Linked DNA regions of Triticum aestivum: region 1 is linked to region 2. The links are chromatin contacts, called in public Hi-C maps. All regions are on one chromosome and are shown on one strand. The core of a region is the stretch at or near the end of the contact, and the rest is flanking DNA. Distances in the headings are between cores, read along the strand shown.

What was found. Hi-C and Micro-C count contacts between places; a contact is called where the count stands out from the background.
Region 1: a contact with region 2 is called in a Hi-C map of leaf, with 4 times the contacts expected there. The contact joins the promoter of LOC123123548 here to the promoter of LOC123126024 in region 2. A contact is called at or near these places in 2 of 5 Hi-C or Micro-C datasets (both in leaf).

Annotation. Positions count from the first base shown.
Region 1 is chr5D:532,781,069-532,784,397 of IWGSC CS RefSeq v2.1, forward strand. LOC123123548 (mitochondrial import inner membrane translocase subunit TIM10) reads right to left here and starts at 1,577. Exons shown (of 6, transcript XM_044544072.1): 1 at 1,431-1,577; 2 at 1,284-1,345; 3 at 1,119-1,171; 4 at 112-150. The coding sequence starts at 1,328. It overlaps LOC123123550 (transcription termination/antitermination protein NusG), which reads left to right and starts at 1,719. Exons shown (of 6, transcript XM_044544075.1): 1 at 1,719-2,155; 2 at 2,579-2,757; 3 at 3,243-3,329. The coding sequence starts at 1,742.
Region 2 is chr5D:532,647,807-532,651,285 of IWGSC CS RefSeq v2.1, forward strand. It overlaps LOC123126024, which reads right to left and starts at 1,870. Exons shown (of 2, transcript XM_044546443.1): 1 at 1,613-1,870. The coding sequence starts at 1,735.

The sequences.
Region 1 (3,329 bases), core at 327-2,826, 130 kb after region 2:
TGGTTACTCATTTTATTCAACTATAAACAGCAAATCAACAAAGCAATGCAGAACCAAGCAATAATGTGTAGAAAAAATGGCAAGATATTTCGAGTTAGAAAGACCAAGTACCTTTTCTCGATGCACTTCTCAAAACAAACATGTGTAAGCCTGCATAAAAAAAAATTGGCTCACGGCATCAAGATGTGTATACAATAAAAAAGGGATTCAGGAATAATGTGGCACAATCTAACTATCTCCAAGCAAGAAGAGTACAGAGTGGATGATACACCATGGTGAGGCTGCTAAATATTTATCAGCCCTATAATAATGTCAGACTGACATTTCACAAGAAGCTGCCTATGCAAGCGTATTTGGAACACACAAACAAAACACAAAATTCTCTCTTGTCATCATTAATCTAGTTTAGATTAGGAAGCAACAAATGAGAATAAGTGAGTATCTACTACCAGCAAAGCACACGGCATCTTGGTGCTTACAAGTTACAACTTACAAGTAATAGCATGCCAACATAACTAAATTACGTGATGCTACCTCTCCTCCTGATCAATGTGACTAGTAGGTGGTATATAGGAGTACATTAACAAGCATCCCACACATTAATTGCAGCTTCATGGAAGATCATTCTACTAGGCAGTTCGACAATGTCATTATTCTCAGCTCATCAAACAGCTCTATTCATAGTTCTCGGCACATAAACAACAGGTTTATAACTGTGAAACTACATTATGCAATTAGGGGTAGAGTAACAGTAGTGCACACACATTATTTGCGGGCAAATAGGTTCAGGGAAGACCATCCTATTAAGCGGTTCAACAATGTCATTGTTCCCAGATCAATCAAGCAGTTCTATTCAGAGTTGCCGGTGCAGAGCATGGCAACCACTTGTCATAGCTGAAGGAGAAAGAGTTCCCAAGGAAATCACTGAAGCAGTAAAAACATTTTACACCAGGCTTATAATTGTCAAACTAATTTAGGCTACTCATCCGTCTGCAGCGCCACGACAAGTGCAAGCAATTTCTACTTCAGACTACATAAGTAACCTCATTGCATCAACCAGTGATCTGATCCCACAAGCCCCACCCAGGTGGCAAGCAACTAACAGGCGAATCACTCACCGGTTGAAAAGCTCGACCCGGTACTCCATCTCCTTCTCCGCCATCCCGAACATCTGCATCGCGCAACCACCGTCAGTTAACCTCATCACAAACTCTCCAAATCGAAATCGCGCAACCACACATAATAAAACATCAAAATTCGGAAGCTAAAATCGGCGCGCGTACCATCTCCTTCTCCAGCTCGCTCCGCACGTCCTTGGGAGCAGCCATTGTCGCGACGCCTTAGCCTGCACAGACAGAATCGCCGAGCGCACCGATCTAAGCAAGGGATTCATCCGGGGAAGGGACGGGGAGCAAGACGGCGTTTCTTACGGGGAAGGGGGGCCGGAGATCTCGCGAGCTGGGCGGCGGCGGCGGCGGTGGTCGAGATGCCGCGGTCGCGAAGGGGAACGCTGGAGCAGCGGCGAGAAAAGCTCTAGGGTTTTGCCCTCCTTCTTTCTTGGAGGAGGGGGGCACCTGCGCGCCTCATATGGGCTTCGCACTAACTCCAATGGGCCTACAGGCCCGAGTATGTTCGCCGGCCCAAGGCCCACGTTTCTGGGCCGGCAGGTGATAAGCGGCTCTATTTTTTTAAAGTAAGTTAAATCGCTTCGTTCCCGAGCGGCTTGAGAGAGCTGGGAGCAATGAGCTTGGTGGTCTATCCACTCCTGCGGCTCCCGTGCCGCTGCGCCCTCGCGGCGGCGCCGCGGGCCGCCGCGGCGTCGGTGGTGTCGCTGTCGGCATCGGCCTCGGCCTCGGCGGCGGACGGCGGGGACGGGGAGCTGACGGCGCGGGAGAGGCGGGAGAGGCGGAGGGAGGCGAGGGAGCTCAAGGCGCGGGACTGGAAGGAGGAGGTGGAGGAGCGGCTCATCCACGAGCCGGCGCGGCGTCGGAAGAAGCCGCCGAAGCGGACGTGGCGGGAGGAGCTCAACCTCGACTTCCTCGCCGAGCACGGCCCGCAGTGGTGGCTCGTGCGCGTCTCCATGGCCCCCGGCACCGACTACGTCGACCTCATCACCAAGGCCGTCGCCCGCCGCTTCTCCGAGGTGTCCTTCAAGGTAGTATCGCCCCTAGTCTCTCCTCTCGCCCCCCGAATGGAGCTATGGGTCGCTCGTTTAGATCACTGGCCTCTCTCATGAGCATTTTGCCGAACACCTGAAGCGTAATGTGCCATGGGGTGTCTGGATTGTGCTATGAGCAATGCCGCCGTGCAAAACTCTGATCACCACTACTTAAATTTCACATGTGCAGAGAAGTTATGCATAACGAAACCTGTGAGAATGCATTTGGCTATTGGTTGTGAATTCTCATGGCGACGCTTGCCGTCGTGTTTCAGTTTTCAGTAACTAAAAAGTTTCTAGTTCTTATTCCTTTAATCATACAATCAATCATGGTAAAATTTGGGTTAGTGAGATGTGAGGTGAACCCAACGAAAGACAGCCTTCAACTCCCCCTCTTATTTGCATAACATATATCTGCAGATTTACAACCCAGCAATCCAAGTGAAGAAGAGGCTGAAAAGTGGTTTGATCAGTACCAAGTCAAAGCCTCTGCATCCTGGGCTGGTCTTTCTGTATTGCACATTAAACAAGGAGCTTCATGATTTTATCAGAGACACTGAAGGTTGTTATGGTTTTATTGGAGCCACAAGAGGATCTATGTGGGTACTTCTTAGCACATTCATCAAACCTCTGTCTGAAACTTTATTTGCTCTTTGCTTCGATGTTCTTGTTCGAATTATCCATGCTCTTGCTTATACAGCTCTGTTAGATAGCTTGCCACCCTGGATTTTTCAAGTGTTTGCAATCTAGAGTATTGATATTGTACAAACCGTATGCCGTCCATAGTTTAGAATCATCCTTTAACTCACAAAGTGACAAACACGCATTACTCAGTACCCAATTTACCCAAAAACAGCTAGCGCACCAATTTAATGATCCGGATTTCTTTTTGGAGCACAATGGTGCTATGTGCACTTCACATGAAGATCTTGTTCGAAGCAATAACTTGTTTGCTGTAATTGTAGCAGTGTATGAGTGATAGTAGATGTTCGATATATACAGCAGCTGATTGTATCTCATATATGTTGTATGATCAGTTTTCCCTTCTTGTGGCTGCCATTATACTAATACTTCCACCGTGCAGTAAAAGGCAGATTAAGAAGCCTAAACCTATTCCAGTTGAAGAAGTCGAGTCGATTATTAAAAAGGAAAAGGAGGAACAAGAGAAAGC
Region 2 (3,479 bases), core at 620-3,119:
TAACGCATCCAAAAGAAGTTAGAATGCATTTCAGAACAAGTTACACAATGACATTACATGCAGCAAATATCAGAGCGCAAAACGACTTAGAAATTCTGAGAAACACAAGTGGCAGCCTCATTAGTTTTGTCTATATGTACCAAAAAGCATACAGATGAGTAAGTTAAGCACACAACTATTGCCTGCAATTCCTCTTATCTGAAGCTGCATTTTATCATCAGCGGGTGCTGCAATCATTTCCTTTCAGCCAATAATGAATGATTTACTGAACCAAGACAGATTTACGTATAATCAACATGGTTTCACAAATATAGGTTTCCCCAGATAAATCAAGAAGAGCCAACAGGTTTCCTACTCATCCTTCATTCTGTACTTTACCAAAAATTCTAATAACCTTCATTGCATACCTGATCATTCAGACACATTGAAGAGTGGAAGTTACGGATAGTGTGATAATGTTGACTAGCTTAATTCAATAAACATATTAAAGCTCACAATTTGATCGTCAATTACATTATGGGCATATGCCTCATATAAATGCAGGCATGTAATCCCCCAGAAGTGACTAACAGTTAAATAAAACTGCATCAAATACTCAGTCTACCCAAAAACCCAAATAATCTGTAGACATGCTATTCTAAACGGAAAACTTAAAGCGCGAACGTGTGAGACTGGGCTTACGGCGCGACGAGTGTCACACTGTCTGATCAGCAAAGCAGTCCGCGCATGATGCGTTCATGGAGATTCAAGCTGACGTCACATGGGCGTGGATGCCGGCGCTGTAGCCAGTCCATTCTAAAGATAACGAGGATGGCCACAGCACTAGACATCACTGATTTAAATAACGCTGTATAGCACCGCTAAGCTAATAGCTAGCGTTCTGAGCAATGTCTCTCTAAATGGAATCAGTGTACAATCGTTCGGTTATAGTGTAATATAGCTTCGCTATAGCGGATTTTAGGGGCTGCGCTATTTTGACATAGCAAGCTAATTTTTTGACATAAAGGGGTATCCAAAAGCAAATTCAGTTCCCATTCGTCGCTCAAGTAAAAGCAGGCATGCCTCACTTTTTTTTTCGGCCTAAAAAACACAGACTCTGGCTTCTACAGAATAATACAGAGTATGAAACCAACATTGTGAATACATGATCCTCCACTACTGCGGCTAACACCAACAACCACAATGGCATAAGCAAAACAGCGATAGACGGCTAAGAAATCTCAGGTTTTCCCCAATGTAAACATGGAAGAACACACATAGAGATCCCTGGATCATACCCCGCCCCCAACTACGCACGGCACCGATCATGCCCTGGCACCTACACCATGAACGCGGCAACTAATCACACGCCTGCGTCAACCCTCTCACGCGCCTCCGCATCTCGCGTCAGAGCGCAACCACGCATTCAACAAATACACAAACAGTATAAATCTGCTCTGATTTCGCAGGCCCAGCGGAAGGGGGAGGATTCGGCACGAATAGGCGGCAGGGCGAGCTGGGGGAGGAATCCCCCCCCCCCCCCCCCCCCCCCCCCCCCCCCCCCCCCCCCCCCCCCCCCCCCCCACACACACACCAAGGGCTCACGCGGCGACGAGGGAACGGCGGCGCTTACGGATTGCTCGGAGTGCCAGGCGAGGCCGCGGTAGACATTGAAGGAGAAGGAGCCGGCCAGGTAGAGCGTCGCCACGCCCAGCCCCGCCGTCAGCGCCTTGAACGCCGTGTCCATCACCGCCATCTCCGCCGCCTTCTCTTCCTCGACGCCGGGATGTTGGAGCGCAGAAACCCTCGTCGCCCGATTCCGTTGGTCTGCGTGCGTGCCACGAGGGGAGAAACCTCGAGTTGGCCTACTAGTTCGGCCTGTGGGCCGTGGGCTGTTGGCTTCTGGGTAGTTGAATGCTGGGCATGTGTGTGGCCTGGCCCAACATACACAAATCGGCTTAAAATTCACACTTGTGAAGTTGGGAGCTCCTAATCAGCGCGTTCAGCGCCCGTTACGCGCGATGGCGCTCACAGAAGACCGTACTGAGCCGTGGCCCAAAAATATTCGCTCTCACCGCTAGAAGGAAAAAAACTCAGATATATCGTGTGGACTGGGACTCAAACTCCCGTCTCCAATGTCAATACTAATCACGTTAACCAACCAACCAAACTCAGTTTGTTGATTACCAGAGGAAACAATACTATTTGACACTTCTTTCGGTACAAAACTTAAACATAGGAGTATATAAGTATTATATATCCGCTATAAATTATGTGAATAAAAGAAAAGTTTGTATCAATCAAAAAAATTTGTAAAAGTGGAAATAGTTCGTGAATTTAAAAAATTTCACCAAATTTTAAGAAAAATTCAGCTTAGTTGAAAGAAATTCATTGAATTTGAAAAAAATCATTGAATTCGAAAAAAAGTTCATTGAATTTGGAAAAAAGTTCACCAAAATTCAAAAGGTTCATTGATTTGTTTTGAAAAAGTTCATTGTACTTGAAAAAAAGTTAACCAATTTTGAAAAAAAGTTCATCTAATTTCAAAAAAGTTCATCGATTTTAAGAAAAACTTCATCGAATTTACAAAAAGTTCACAAATTTGAAAAAAGTTCATCGAAGTTTGAAAATAGTTCATCGATCTGAAAAAAAGTTCATAAAATTCAAAAAAAAGTTCACGGATTGAAAAAGAGTTCATCAACTTGGAAAGAAGTTCATTGAATTCAAAAAAAATTCATCGATTCGAAAAAAAGTTCACAGATTGAAAAATACTTCGCGCATTTATCATCTATCAAAAAGTGTGAGAATAAAGAACAAAAAAGAAAAAAAAAGAAAAAGAAAAAATGAACAAACCCGTTCAAAAAAACAGTAAGTAAATCAACTAAAAAGAACGTAATCAGTCACTTCCGAAGCAGGTGGCCGGGTGGTTATCGTGGTGTACCTGGAACGAGCAGGTCGTCTTCCTTCAACGTTATCGTCGGAGGCAAACCAACGGACTGTCAGTGCTTAATCGCATCGAAGCTTTCAGAACTGAATAAAGGAGCAGTTATATTTGTGGAACGTCAGTTAGGAAACAACCCTGAACGTCATTGGCCTTGTAACCACCGTCTTTCCTTGATGTTGTTGAAGAAGAAAGGCAAAACTGCCATCGGAGAGGTTGTCGCCTAGAACGCTAGATCCTCCACATAGGAGTAGCGGCGAAAGACAACTCCCTTGGGTCCCTTGACTTTGTCGTAGAGGGCGTTGTCGAGCTGTGCCTGGGACATGGATTACTTATTCACAGTGTTAGCGTAGCCGCCATCCGGGGATTCAGAAACAAAGTTTGAACCCTAATCCTAACTCTACACCCTGGCAGAAGAAACGGGTCCCTTCCCCTCACTGTTTGTTTTTGGGGCAACGCAAATAGATGGTCGCAATGACAATGTTTTTTCTTAAAACAACCATCTGTTTTAAACATAGTTGTGGCAGGTAAGAATAAATAGTAAGTACATAATTTTTTA